2 separate regions of the Mus musculus genome follow, and region 2 is linked to region 1. A link is a contact called in public HiChIP or PLAC-seq data. All regions are on one chromosome and are shown on one strand. The core of a region is the stretch at or near the end of the contact, and the rest is flanking DNA. Distances in the headings are between cores, read along the strand shown. Region 1 has its middle 52 kb from the start of 1700094M24Rik. Region 2 overlaps Jazf1 (JAZF zinc finger 1).

Region 1 (7,324 bases), core at 2,709-5,208:
TTGGTTGTTTGAGGCAGGGTTTCTCTGTGTAGCCCCGGCTATCCTGGAACTTACTCTGTAGACCAGGCTGACCTCACCAGAGACCTATCTGTCTCTGCCTTGCTTGTTCAGGGATTAAAGGCGTCACCACCACACCCAGCTTCTTCTTTGAAGGATGTACACTAAGTCCCAGTCTAAGCTCTTTCTCCTCATCTTCCAGACCCAGAGCCACCTCAGTGCTTGGTGTTAAAAGTTTCCACACAGTTCTCAACCTTCCACTTCACGGTTTGTGTTTTTATAACCTACATCAGCCCAAGGGTTCTTGCCCACTGCTGTGCACTCGACTAAGAGAAAGGTGGCAACAGGATAACAGCTACCCTGAGTCCCCAGGCTTAATCAGAATGAAAAAGACGCCATGACATCACCAACTCCTCCGCCTCTGGTACTAGGCTTTTGTGGGAGATTTAGATGTCCTCTTTTCCATAAAAACCATCTCGAAGACAGAAAGGGCTGCTGCCCAATTCGGTTGCAGCTCTTACGGAGGGAAGCCCTGAAGCAAGTCAAGGAGCTGCACGCTGCGCGGAGCACCGGGATCTCCAAGCGTGTGGGTGGGAAGCATGTGCTGAGGGCGTGGCGGGCTATAAAACCAAACACAACATGCACGATTTCCTCTGGCAGGTAACTTAATGAGAGCATAGAGTTGGGTTGTCAGAACAACAGATCTGCCCATCTGCATAACCCAAGAGGCCAGGCTGCGTTTTTTATGGGCTGCATGAAACAAAAGCCACCCAAACCATTGCGGTATTCCTTGTCTAGCCCAGAGCCACAGTAACTTCATAATAAGAACGGAGGGCAGAGACATTTCCAACCGCTTGTGGAATGTGCTGCCCCAATCCTCTCAATTTAAAGGAGGCCTCCAGCTACTGACCAGGCAGCTGCTAATCTGGTTGCTTACTGGAGAACAGTAAAAAACATCAACCCCGAGGCCCATCTTAGCAGGGGGCAGGAAGCCGCCACCGGCTTGATCTCTGGGAAATTGCTGGAAAAAAGGGCCTGGCAGGAACCTGGTAACGTCTTTCCCTCCTCTGCTCTTTCCTAGCCAGCAGGCTTTGGAACGATCTGCAAAGCAGAGGCGGGGTGCTCTGCCCCCACAGACACCTCAGAGCTGCTAAGACGGGGAGGGGTGCTTTGGCTCTCTTTAAAAAGACTTCCTGGTTTTTCAGGACTCCCCTAATTAAAAGAGAGAAAGCAGGGAGAATGTTTCAATTATGTTCTATAACAAGGAAAGCCGAGCCATCTCTTTTATAGAGATGAAAAGGTACCCAAACACGGAGGGGGAAAACATCTACACTCAGGGCCCCATCCATTCACTTACTAAATATTTATCAAATGTCTATGAACCAGATCCTTTGCAAGGGAGGACTAGAAACCAGTGGCGGGAGGATGAGGTGAGGTCATTGCTCACAAGGATCTACAATCCGGGCCGTGGATGAACAAGCCAACAGGCGAGTATAGAAGAGTTCTGGAGGAGCTCTGGCGAACACCCCATCAGTCTGGGGAGGAAAAGGAAGGTATTCCCCGACCGTTAATTCTATCGCTCCGTTGGATTGAAACCTTAGCAGACTAGTAGAGGACATTTGCACGTGTGTCTGTAGGGGCCATCCCTGGAGGGTTAGCTCATTCGAGCTCTGAGTCATGACCATGGATGATGGACACTGGATGGATATTGGAAGCGTAGAACTGTGGAAGGAGGAGCTTAGTTGGAGGAAGTGGGTCCGTGGGACATGCCTTTGAAGGGTATATTTCCCCCTGGCACTTTCCTGCTACCTTCTCTTCTTCCTGTCTGCCATGACACCATGGTAGTCTCCCTCCCTTCATGCCGACAGTGATGGACCTAACCACCCTGAAGTGAAGGCTCTCCCAAACCATGAGCCAAACTAAGTTCTATTCCCTTACCTGGTTTCTCTCAGGTCGTCATGCCACTGACAAAGACTCCAATGTTTAACTTCCCAAAAAGGAAGCTATGTCAGAGTAGACATCTCAGTAGGCAGCCATTCTGAGCAAAAAGGAAGAATTCTGAGGAAGAGAAACCAAATGCCCTTTCTGCCAGGAACTTCCTGTCTGTCTCCCAATTTTATGCTCATATTCACTCTAGACTTCAGGAGAGCAGCAAGGGCTTTTTTTTTTTTTCTTAGTTAGGTCACCACACGGCTCCCAGGGCCCTTGAAGCCCAAGCTTTTGAGAGGGATCCCATTGGCTGTGGGGATTTTTAATTTGACCTTATTTATTAAAAGACACAAAGCAATAGGAAATCTCATGTACTGATTACACAGGGAAAACTGATGGCAGATCCAAGGATAAAGTCTCAGAGTTTTTAAAACTAGAAGGACCTGCCTGGTGAAACTGTTTTGCCTGGAGTGGGTAGAAAGGGAGATTCCCACTGGTCTTGCAGAAGACCTGGTAATGCATCCTAAGGGAGAGTTAGCCCAAAATTGGCAGTGGCCATTTTGCCTCAGTGGATTTGTGGAAATAAAAACCCAGGAGTAAAAGAACAAAGAGATTCCTGGGTGTTGTTTACTACCGAAGAGCAACAGAGAGATCAAGAATAAGTGGAGGAGATTGGTTAAGATCAAGAGACCACAAAGGCATCTGGGCTTTGGCTGGACCTACTTGGAGAGAGGTGAAAGAGTTGCAGGACACAAGAGACAGAGAAGAGAAGTTATTGGGACCTCCTGTCTGGAACCAAACCACCTGGTTTCAAATCATGACATCCATTGACTACCTTATTATCTTAGGCTAATTATTTAATACCCCCTGCCTCAGTTTGCACATGCTGAGCTAATTTATTTAACACGCAGTTCCTCAGTTTTCCTTATCTGTGAGATGGGACAATAGCAGTTCTCACCTCATGTAGCCAGGGCAATGAGTGAACTTAAAAATATATATAAGCATGCTGGAACACAGCTCTGCTCAATAAATCAATTCTCATCGAGACCGATCTTCACTTTCTTCACAGGCCTTCTCATTTGCCCCCTATGGCTACGTCATACAAACTCCCTAAGCCAGAGCACTTGAGCAGAGATTGTGGGCTGCCCAGCTGTTGGTACCGTTCACTCTCCAGGCAGACTCTGGAGGTGGAGAGAAAGCTGACACTGCAGGCTCCAGAGAGAGCACCAGGAATGGGCATCTGTTGTCTTTATTTAATCTCAACCCAGGGGTTCTACTCTGCCTTTGACCATTGAGTTCCCGGATAATAGACACACACAACCTTTCTTTGAATAGTAATCCTTAGCACAAGAGCTGGGCAGATGTCTGCCCTCTGCACTCCATGCCACTATGTCTATTCCCAGCCAATAATCCCATGCTATAATCTGCCATGTTTTGTCTGGGTTGCTCTTAACTTAGTGAGCAAACCCCACATTGCCATTATTTTAAGATTCTTATCCCATGGTGCCTTCTCCTCTACCCACCTCCTTCTGTCTCTCCTTCGTGTTTCTCCTCTATCCCCAAACCCTGAAACCCCAAACCCCTCCTATGTCTATTCCGCCCAACTCTTGGCGGTTGGCATCTTTATTTACTAACAGACATAACTTGGGGGCAAGGTCACATAGTGTTGTTGCGGTAAAACTCTCCATCCCAAATATGCCCCGGCAATGAAAACACAACATAATTAATATGAATACATGCTATATATCTAGGTTAGGCAGATCTACCACTACGCTACCATCTTGAACTTGTGGTTTCTTCAGGCCAGGTGCTGCTGCTCTGCTTTTCTTCCTCCTCCTCCTCTGTGTTCTTTCCCTCTTCTCTTTTCTCCTTCTCTCTTCCCACCTTCTGCTCCACCTTCCCTTTTATCTGCCCAGTCATCAGCTCTCCTTTATTTTACAAATTAAGGTGGGAAGCAGGTTTACAGGAAATCACCTAAGTGCTGACTCATTCCTCGTTTGCAACCACTCACAGGAGAACAGAACAGCAAATATAATTAGCCCCAGGGCTATCCACAACCTAGCAGTCACTTGGGTCTGTGTAGACTCTTCTGGAGCAGCCAGGTCTTGGGGACTGCACTTAGCTTTACAATACATAGCAACCGACCAAACCTCACCTGGCTTCTCTTTCTACCCATTAACCCTCTACCCACTTACCCCGAAAGGCTCTGTTGTAGCATCTTCTGGGCTAGGTCCTGATGCCCACTCTAACACTCCATATGTGTGTGAGCATGTTGTCAGGTTTCCAGAGTCCTTGGGGTTTTTTTTGGCTTTGAGGTTTTTGGTTTTTTTGGTTTTTTAATTGGTTTGTTTTCTTCAAGACAGGGTTTCTTGGTGTATGTAGTCTGACCTGTCCTGAAACTCTGTAGATCAGGCTAGCCTAGAACTCAGAGATCTACCAGCCTCTGTCACCTGAGTTCTGGGATTAAAGGGAGGCACACCACCACCACCTAGCTAAAAAAGAAAAAAAAGTCTTAATCTGGAGTTGATATAACCGTTTCAGGTTTTCAAATATAAAACCTGAAATAGAGAAAGCAAGTGGAGAGAAGCAAGGTCAGATTTGTAATCTTAAAACGTTTGTAGGTATTATTTGGGATCTCTATACAGTTCAGTGCTTAGCAGGTTTTTGTTTTTGCTTTTGTTTGTTTGTTTTTGTTATTGTTGTTGGGGTTTGTTGGTTTGTTTGAGTCAGAGTCACTGTGTAGATCAGGCTGGCCTTGAACTCATGGAAATCCACCAGTCTCTGCCTCCAGAGTACTGCAGTTAAAAGTGTGAGCCACTGTTGGAACTTGGTCCAAGAATGAGGAGGATTCTGGATGCTTGTGAGAAAACTCCAAGAAACCAAGAGCAGATCTTGTGACCTCAGTTTCAATAACGTGGAATTGTCCTTGGGTTACACTTCCCTGCCCCTCCCGGGTACAGTGGTGAGGACTGAGTTCGTGTCAGCTTGTTGATTACAACTGGCTACCGCTGCCTTATCTGCCTCTGTGGGAACACCTATTTTTGTGGAGTGCGGCTTGCCTTTGTGACTGGACACTTTACTCATGCGACTCTTCTTAACCATCAGTGTATGAATTGTCTGAGGCTCTGAGTAAAACTGACTATGGCATGAGACTTTAGTCTGCCTCATTTATTGGCTCGGTTCTCCCAGGTCACAGTGCTAACTTGAGTGGTAAGCATACCACCACATCTGATAGCTTTTACTTATGTTTTTAAAGACAAGCTCTCACGTGTTCCAGGCTGGCTTCAGGCTCCCTATGTAACTGACAGTGACTTTGAACTTCTGATCCTGCTGCCTCAGCTTCCCGAGCTCTGGAGGTTTCAGGCGTGCACAACCATACCCAGTTTAAACAATATTATTGTCATTTAAAATACTATGAAAGTCATTTTCTTATCAGAATTTCAGAACATGAAGGAAAAGTAGCCAGGCATGGAGGAACGCACCTTTAGTCCCAGCACCTGGAGGCAGACACAGGAGTTCCAGGCCAGCTAGGGTTACAGAGTGAGACCTTGTCTCAAAAAGCTAAAGAAAACGCAATGGTTATTTACACCGTGCTCCCTATTGAAGTTGCTCAACCCTCTGCAGTTTACCCAGGACACCATGCAAATATTGAAATTTACCCCTTATGCTATGCTAAGGAAAACTCTAAAGGCGGTGCCTTAACGAGGATGGCAGATTCCACTGTCAGCCAAGGCAGCAAAAGTTCCCGGCTTCCTTGAACTCACATCTGCTTTGGAATGTGGTGAGGCCTGAGCTTCAAAGGCAGCCAAAGCTCCCCGAGCTCCAAGCCAAGAATGTGCTTCCACTCTCCTGCCAGTCACAGGATTTAGGGCAGGCACTTGATACGGTTCTAGTCAATGAGCCATGTGAGGGAAAGTTTTAGAGTACCGCAGACCAGGAGACTTCTGGAAAGTTTTCTCCCTCTCCGATAGAGCCACGGAAAAAGGAGGCATTTCTTTTTCTGGCCTTTGTGGGTAGAAAATGCTTGGAGCTGCTGCAGCCATGCTGTGACCATGAGGAAAACCTTAATATGTTAGAAACGGTGGGACAGAGAGGATGCTGAGCAGGACTCTGGTGGCCATAGAACCACTCGGTTAGCTCTTGCTTGTACTTCTGGTCTTCCTTCCTTGTGAGATAATGAGCCTCCTTCTTCCACGGAGGCAGGGGCATTAAATAAGACCTCTGAGTCTCAACATTCAGGAAAGTTCCCAAATCCAATTTAGCACTGAAGTAGGCTCGGTACCTATGAAGTAGGCTCGGTACCTACTTGACTAGCCGTAATAATGTTCATTTGCTGCAGAGTCACTATGTGCCTCTGACGCTGCTAACTGTTCCATTGTTTCTAGTAGGAAGATATTTTGTACCTTTGTAAGAAATCTTCCTTTTAAAGGGAGTCTCACTACACAGTCATAGCAGGCCTAGAACTCACTAAGTAGACCAGGCTGGCCTCAGACTCACAGAGATCAACCTACTTCTGCCTCCCAAGTACTGGGCTTGTATGTAACCACACCCAGCTGCTGTTCCTATCTTAAGCACACAAAATTAAGGCGCAAAACTTTTAATATCCAGAGCTGCATACAGCCATGAGACCATGTGGATTAATCTTCAAGTCCAGCAGACCCAATATCACATTGTGGGAACCTCTGCCCACCAGTGCATTACAGGCAGTCAACAATAATCCTGCTTACACAGAGACTAAGAGGGCAAAGGGCCTACACAGCTCATTTGTAACTTGTCAAATAATTAATTCAAAGTGTAACTCCAGTTCTGTTATGTCAGATTAAACACAAATATTATGGACTTATTCTAACTGTCACTGGGTCTTTGGATTTATTGTCATTGTTTGCTATAAAAGAGATAATAAAGCCCTATGGTGGTGGCACACACCTTTATTCCCAGCACCTAGGAGGCAGAGGCAGGCAGGTCTCCAGGTTCGAAGGCAGCCTAATTTACAGAGTGAATTCTAGAACAACCAGTGCCGCCCAGAAACACTGTCATGAAAAACCAAAACCAAAACCAGAGAGAAAAAATAAGAGGTAACATGGCCAGGGCAAAAAGTGTAGAAATTATAAGGAATAGAATTAAATAGAAATCAACTGTTGCTCTAGCATATAGAAAAATAATTTTTTAAAAAATTGTTTTTGCTGATAATACCCATGGCTTCTCAGAAGTATACAAAAATATAGAAGATTAGGTTTCTGCAAATATTGATGCAGTTTGCAAGGGAGAGAAGATGACCTAACGTGACTATCGTGGATGGCAATGTAGCCCTCTGCGCTTGTGTTTGCTAAATACCTCTCCGTCTTCTCAGGACCATTTCATACTGCGTGTCCTCTATGGGCTTAGTCGTAAGAATATG
Region 2 (7,324 bases), core at 1,269-3,768, 380 kb before region 1:
GAATGATGTCCTCCTTGAAAACTATCCCTGACTTCAGTAGACATTTAGAGGTTGATTGGAGCAAGCAGCTTGCTTTCCTTGGGAAAACAGGATGGAGAGGCTCCAGGTCACCAGCCGTGGCCTGCATGTTGTGTGCCAAGGTACCCAGGAGCTTGTGTCACTCCATGGGAAGTCCTGGGGCTGGCTCATTCCTGCCCTGAACCAGCCATGGGTCTTTAAAGGAGGTGGCATGCTTTTAAATTCTGGCTGCTATCCATTAAAGCTTTAATTAGCACTAATTAGGAATCTGGGGTAATCAGCTTGGCCTGAAATGGAAGCCTGTGTATGCTGGGAAGAAAGGCTTTGCTAAATAAACCAGCAGGATGAACAGTATTATGGGGTGAATGCTTTTCTGGGGAGCAGCTGATGGTAAGGATTAGTGCTTGCCCTGGGCATGCAAATGAGGGCTGCTGGCTACAAACAGCAGAAGAGCTGGAGGCCCCACCACACAACACTTCATTAACAGTTAAGTACAGTGACATTTTTTTAAAGTTTAAATACCCTGCTCTTTTTCTTCCAAATAACCTATAAATTCCCTCATTTATGGAGCTGTGTATGGGGTGAAGGATGTGGGTTAAGGTAGCTGGGAGATCTTGTGAAATACAAACTCATTTCAAAGGATTACTACACAGTGGCTTTGGGACATTTCTTTTTGCTCCTCAGCTTAGAGAACAGCAAAAGTACCAGCACACAATGCAGAGTAGCCTCCCATCTGCGCCGCCGCCGCAGAGCCTCCATTCCTGGAAGGGCTGGATCCAACCTTCCAGCGGAAGGAGGCCTCGGTATAACCGTGCTGCATCCATCTAGCAGTGCCCAGCCTTGGCATCCACCTAGCAGTGTCCAGCCTTAGCATCCACCTAGCAGTGCCCAGCCTTAGCATCCACCTAGCAGTGCCCAGCCTTAGCATCCACCTAGCAGTGCCCAGCCTTGGCATCCACCTAGCAGTGCCCAGCCTTGGCATCCACCTAGCAGTGCCCAGCCTTGGCATCCACCTAGCAGTGCCCAGCCTTGGCATCCACCTAGCAGTGCCCAGCCTTGGCATCCACCTAGCAGTGCCCAGCCTTGGCATCCACCTAGCAGTGCCCAGCCTTGGCATCTACCTAGCAGTGCCCAGCCTTGGCATCCACCTAGCAGTGCTCAGCCTTGGCATCCACCTAGCAGTGCCCAGCCTTGGCATCCACCTAGCAGTGCCCAGCCTTGGCATCCACCTAGCAGTGCCCAGCCTTAGCATCCACCTAGCAGTGCCCAGCCTTAGCAAGCACTGAAAGCCTCCTAGCTACTGTCTGCCCCGTCAGTTGTACTACAAAACTAGATTTTAGAGGCTGTATCAAAACTCTCTTCTCCCTTGACTCATTTTCCCATTTTGTAGTTTTAAAGCACTATGTGAAGACAAGATTAAAAAAAAATCTGTGACTTACCAATAATCACTATAAAAAATGGGAGGAAGTCAGTGAAAAAGACAGCAAATGTCCAGACGCATCACACTAGTGTTTTGTGCGTTTTAAAAACGTATCTTTATTAAAATGCTTAAACTGTCACAATTACCAACTACCTTACACTCTGCACGGCAGCACACATGGGCAGTCTCCTTTGCCAAGGATTTCTGCACTCACAAGCTCCCCATCAGCAAGAGGAAGAGACAAGAACAGTCACAGATCTTCTAACATTTTTCTTAAGATTATTCATGTGTGTGCTTTCTGAATAGCTGAATAAACACAGTCATAAAGGGGCGGCCTCCTGGAAAACAGAGCACTAAGGCAAAACGCGCATTTGTAAAAGCCTGGAAGACCTAATTGGCTTTTATTAGCAATTCTGGGGTGGCACGGCAACCCATTCTGCAGACAACAGTTGGTCTGGTGGTATGAGGAGGTTGCCTGTGGGCAGAAAAGGGCTTCAAAGGGCAAGGGCGACTTCAAAGCAGATTGGTGCAAAGTTACTTCCCTTCCAGGGTTAAGCAGAGGGACTCTCTCATCAAGAGGTTCAAGAAAAACCACTTTTAATTGGTTAGTAAGTCTCCTATTTTATGAAAGACTGACCGGTTAAAGGTTCAGTTGGATTAGTGTCACCGAGCAGGAGCGGCTGCGCTCTGAGTTGTTCTGGTCTGCCAGAGCCTAATGCACGAGCTCAGCCTGAGCCAATGGCCTCCCATGAATGTGATTTAATGCTCTTTAGAGCAATTCAACTGAACTCTTTCAATAAAAACGGGAAAAATCCTTTGGAAAAATATCAGCCCCCGAGGCCTGTGAAACTTGAAATCTGTACCTCTCAGATGCCCAGGCACATACATTATATGAAGGGATAGCCCACTGTATGGAGTCTATTTTGCTCCCAAAATAGTCACTGTCTAAGTGGATAAATCGCTTTAACAAAACATCTCATTGCATCTGGAGAGCTTGCTATACTTCTAGAGGACCTGAGTTAAATTCCTACCACCCACATACGGCATCCTATAACTACAGCTCTCAAGGATCTAACATCCACTTCCAGGCTTTGTGGATTTGCAATTTGCACATATATAGCATTCACTCACACAGCATGAACACTTCTGTAATGGAAAGTAAAGAAAAATGGAGCCTTCTAACTGCAAATATAGCTACATACCACAGCCCTTCTCTGGACTGTGTGGGAGTTGGCTCACCAGATGGCTGTTAGACTTAAAAGTACCTTCTTTTAATTTGGGGTGAAGGTCAGAGAGGACCAATATCCATGGAAATGCCATGCCCAGAGACTCTCGGATGAGAATTCCTAAGTAGGCCAAGTACTTCCCCTGCGTTCACCTTCTAAGGTCATGGCAACAGCTTCTGTGAGATCTTAGGATCATGTCTGCTTTGTAATAAGGGGCCCAAGTCCAGAAAGAGTAAACGGTTTTCCAAACCTCAGAGGACCAAGCAAATCAAGTTAGGGCCATGCATGCAGATTCCCAGTGTCTCAGTGAGTAGGCAGTGCTGTGTGTATACTGCACAGACACTGCAGCCAAAACTCCAAGAGGTCCTGGAGCCAATTTCTTTTCTCCCATCTTTAAATTTCTTCCAACCAGGTGTTACTGGTACATGCCCTTAATGTCCTCTGCACTTGGGAGGCAGAGGCAGGAGGATCTCTGATTTAGAGTCCAGCCTGGTCTACAGAGAGTTACAGGGCAGCCAGGGCTCACAAAGGAACCCTGTCTTGAAAAGGCCAAAAAATAAAAATAAAATAAACTTCCAGTTTATGGAAAGAATTATACCTCATCTTATTAGCAGGATTATGCTAATTTAATTTGCTTTCAGAAAAGACAAAACAGGAAAACTGGAAGAGCCATTTGTAGTTTTATACCACAAAATCTCATAAACAGCAGCTCTTTGTTTTGTCCATTTGTTTTTACATGGACGTGAAATTAACAATGAAACCCATGTGTAAGATCGGCTCTTACTGTTCCCTGTTCAGAGAAAGCTGGAGGGAGGGGAGGGTAGCAGGGAGTTTCCAGGTCTGCCTTCTAAGCCCAGGGCTGTGCAGGGGGAGCCCTTAGGACTTCTTTATTCTTAACATCAACAATGAAAAAGACCATGGTTTAATTTATTTGGAGCTAAAGAGTAATTGCTTCACTGATAGTATATGTTGACCTGTGACTTGTAAGGCTTGTTACTGGACCCTAAGTGAGTCAGGACTTTGACTGTGGTAAAACTGACCATATACTTCACAGGGCTGAAGAAAATCCCCACATTTGTTGAGAAAATACATGGCAGCGGAGAGAGGAGTCCTGCTTGTGACAACCGCTGCCTAACGTTGATGCATGGATTTCACTTAAGTGATTAAATCAAGGGCGAGATAGTGCTGTTTTAAGAGTTAAGAGAAACAGGGAGCAGGGAGGGAGGGAAGAGGGAGGGGATCGTCCATCCTAAGTATTGTCCACAGAGCAGCCTCTGGTCTCTGGATGGTGCTACCTCGAAGGTCTTGTAGCCTGTGTGTTTCCTGAACAGCTCATGGCCAAGGATCAGGGTCGTCTTGCAACCTCTGCCTCCTGGGCTGCCTGCTTACCCTCCTCCCGATTCCCAGAAGAAGCTGCTGTTCTGGGTCTGTGTGTGTTTTGTTTGTCATCTATCCTTTTGGCCAGCACATAACGGTCAGTCCCACCCAAATGTAAGCGTTCACTCTGCTCAACCTGAAGCAACTGAGAAGCTTTAAAGATTGATTTGTTTATTTATTAATTATGTGTACGTGTGTGGGGTAGACTGTGTGCACATGTGAATTCAAGTGTTTATCAAAGTACCCCGGACATTGTGAGCTGCCCAGTGTGGGGGGTGCCGGGAATTGAATACAGGTGTTCTGCAAGAGGAGCGCATGCTCTTCACTGCTCAGCTGTCCGTCCGCCCATCCACCCGTCCGTCTGTCCGTCCGCCCGTCTGTCCAAAACTGAAGTTTTAACAATGATAGAAAGCTAGATTGGATATATTTAGTAAGCAGGTATTTATTATACTTTTTATCTATAAAATAGTTATCAATAATATATTTTATAAATTATGTTACAATGTATATATGATATATTATTGAATAATCAAAGCTATTTTATATTATACCTTCTCTACATCAGAAAACTTTTCCTGTATTGTTGTTGTCTGAATAAAGAAGAACAAGAAGGAATTGTGTTAGAAAAGATTATTCCTGAGGTTGGAAAGCTAGCTCAGTGGTGTGAGGCTGGCATGGAATAAATGAGTCCTGGCTTTGTTTCTCAGTACCACAAAGAGAGAGTATGAGAGTGGGGGTGGGGGAAGCAGAAAGGAGGAGAATGGGTGTCCAGACAGAAATCTGTCTTTTCCTCCTCCCTCCCCCCCACTCTCCTTTTCTTTTCTTCTTTTCCTTCTGCCTTACCAGCAGAGTTGGCTGGAAGATCTGACAGGACATAGGCGTGCTTTCATTGTCATTTAGTTTATACCAATTTTCTTGGAGCCACTCAACGCTCTTTCCACCCAGGCCAGACAGAAACTCTGTAAAGAAAGAATGCCTCTCCGTGTAGGAAGCCTGTTGGTATTATTATGGTATGTGATGAAAGCTGGTCCCTCCCAAAGGATGCCCACAGTGGATGTGAGGGCTGGGTAACACATAACACATGCATGCACATTCACACACACACACACACACACACACCCTGTGGGATGGCAGGATTCCGAAGTGAAGCAGCTTTCTCTTGCTGCTGCTTCCTCAGTTTGTTATTTTGTTGTTGTTGCTGTTGTTGTTGTTAACATTTTAGTGGCAGCATGCTTCTAAAATTTTTACTATTTTTAAAAATTACCTGTACATGTGTGTGGACTTCTGCACAGTGCACGCAGTGCCCAAGAAGTCCAGAGGAGGACGTCAGATCCCTGAAGCAGGACTCCCAGGCATTGTGAGCAGCCTGAAATCAACATGCACTCCTGACCACTGAGCCCGCTCTCCAGCCCAAATGGCAGCATCTAAAGGCTCCTAGTCCAGGTGATACTGCAGAAGTTTTATAAAGCTTGCCAGTCTCCCAGGAGCTCCAGATCAAGTGAAGAAGGACTCTGGGGTGAAAGTACATAGGATTATCCAGAGCACTTCTAGACCGCTCTGAAATTGGCTTCACGTAGGTATTCACGCTTTCTCTCTACTGAAATGACTTTTCACAAGAAAAGACCACTCTGCTCGTGAGGGGCTGTGACAGATGCTAATCCCACTTGCTGATCCCTTCATGTTTGACTGGTCAGTCCTGTTAACCACTGTGCTATCCACTCTTGGCTCTACCAGCAAATGTGAATCAGGATGGCATTGTCACGTGGAGGCCTGCAGTGGCTGGCTCTCTCACACTGAGACCACTCGTCTTCCCACGCTGATACGCACCTGTTGCTCCCCCTAGCTTCCCAGAACCTTAGGTGCACTGTGTCCCGTGTGTTGCGGTGCAGACTCGCTGGCTGTGTGGCGTCTTTGGCAGGCCCAAAGTCTTAGTCTGAGAATGAGCTCCTGGGTCCAAGAGTACTTATAGTAGCACAGAGCTTCTGTTGAAAGCTCTTCCCAAAGTCCCAAAGGCATCCTAGGTTGCACAGATTTGCTTTTTGTGGCAGTACCACTAAAGAGGCAGAGCAAAGTTTAGAACTTCAAGCGAAACACCGTAGCCTCGATGCTTTCTGAGGGGTTGGAGATGAGAGCATTGGAGCCTGCCACCCCCTTCAGTGGAAGATGAAAGATTGTAATCTGAAACTTCATTCCCCTCTGCAGGGAACATCCCACGCCCCTCCTGCTGGTAGGTCACCCCCAACAGTGTGGTTCATCTCCAGGACCAAGGCCAAAAAAATCAAGAGAATGGTGTATTCATGGACAGCCCAATGCGCTGTTTCTAACGAGAGGGTTGAGCCCTTTGGATTTCAGCCACTGTCACTGTCTCCACCGTGCTGCCTGGGAGTGTAGTGTACAGGATCAGCAGAACTGGGTGGGCTACCTGGTGACTCAGCTCTGGCCAGATCGTTGGTGTAGATGTCAGCGATGAAAGACTTGTGAGCTTAGATTTCCAGTGCTGGTGTTGTTCGCATCTGCTGTGAACCAGGAACCTGACCCTCATCAAGCCCAAAGAATCAGTGCTGTTGCAAGGGCTTCGTGTCTGTTGACTCGTTCCTTATACCTCTTGCGTTGGCCCCGTTAATGTCAGCATTTACAGATGGGAAAACTGAGGCACAGAGGGGTTAAGTAGATTGTGTAGGGTCACACAGCTAAGCAGCATAGATCAGAGAATTGAACATAAACAGTCTTCCAAAGTCTGCCCTAACTGCTACACTAATATATTCAAACTCCAGGTCATAGCCTGTTATTACATAAAGACGTGGGTGTAAGCCGAGCTTGGTGGCCTACAACTGTAATCCCAGCACTCAGGAGGCTGAGGCAAGACAACTGAAAGTTCATGGTCAGCTTAGGCTACATAGTGAGACCATGTCAGAGAGAATGGGGAAGGAAAGGAACCCACATAATGGCCAAGAGCATACTTACTAAATAAAATAACAAAGATAATATTTTATTGAAATTTCTAAGATTAACTTTAAGATGTGTTGTCCAGGACTAGAGAGATGGCTCAGAAGGAAAAAACAAAAACCAAAACCCTTGCTGTTTTTGCAGAGAACCCTCATTTGATTCTCTGCACCCACGTGATGATTCGCAGCTGTCTGTGACACAGTTCTGAGAAACAATGCCTTCTGACCCCTGAGAGCACCAAACATGCACGTCACATGGCACATATATATACATGCAGGAAAAACACATGAAATAAAAGGAATAATTCTAATTTAACAAAACACTTAAAATGTGTTAT

Evidence for each region. HiChIP or PLAC-seq counts read pairs in DNA pulled down with a chosen protein or histone mark.
Region 2: a contact with region 1 is called in an H3K27ac HiChIP or PLAC-seq map of embryonic stem cells, with 2.5 times the contacts expected there. The contact joins two enhancer-like sites. A contact is called at or near these places in 1 of 484 Hi-C or Micro-C datasets (myocytes), 2 of 115 datasets of contacts at active chromatin or transcription factors (both in embryonic stem cells) and 2 of 9 other capture datasets (embryonic stem cells and embryonic trunk).

What each region holds. Positions count from the first base shown.
Region 1 is chr6:52,437,000-52,444,323 of GRCm38.p6, reverse strand. No RefSeq gene overlaps it. Among named protein-coding and RNA genes, the nearest start is that of 1700094M24Rik, 52 kb to the left of the region's middle. RefSeq lists an enhancer at 1-1,707. Within about 2 kb of position 3,958, at least 20 of the 459 cell types and tissues checked have an H3K27ac peak or open chromatin away from gene starts, as enhancers often do. A contact at or near this core is called in embryonic stem cells, where this site is marked.
Region 2 is chr6:52,818,110-52,825,433 of GRCm38.p6, reverse strand. The region is part of intron 2 of Jazf1 (JAZF zinc finger 1); the gene reads left to right. Among named protein-coding and RNA genes, the nearest start is that of Gm52904, 23 kb to the right of the region's middle. Within about 2 kb of position 2,518, at least 8 of the 459 cell types and tissues checked have an H3K27ac peak or open chromatin away from gene starts, as enhancers often do. A contact at or near this core is called in embryonic stem cells, where this site is marked.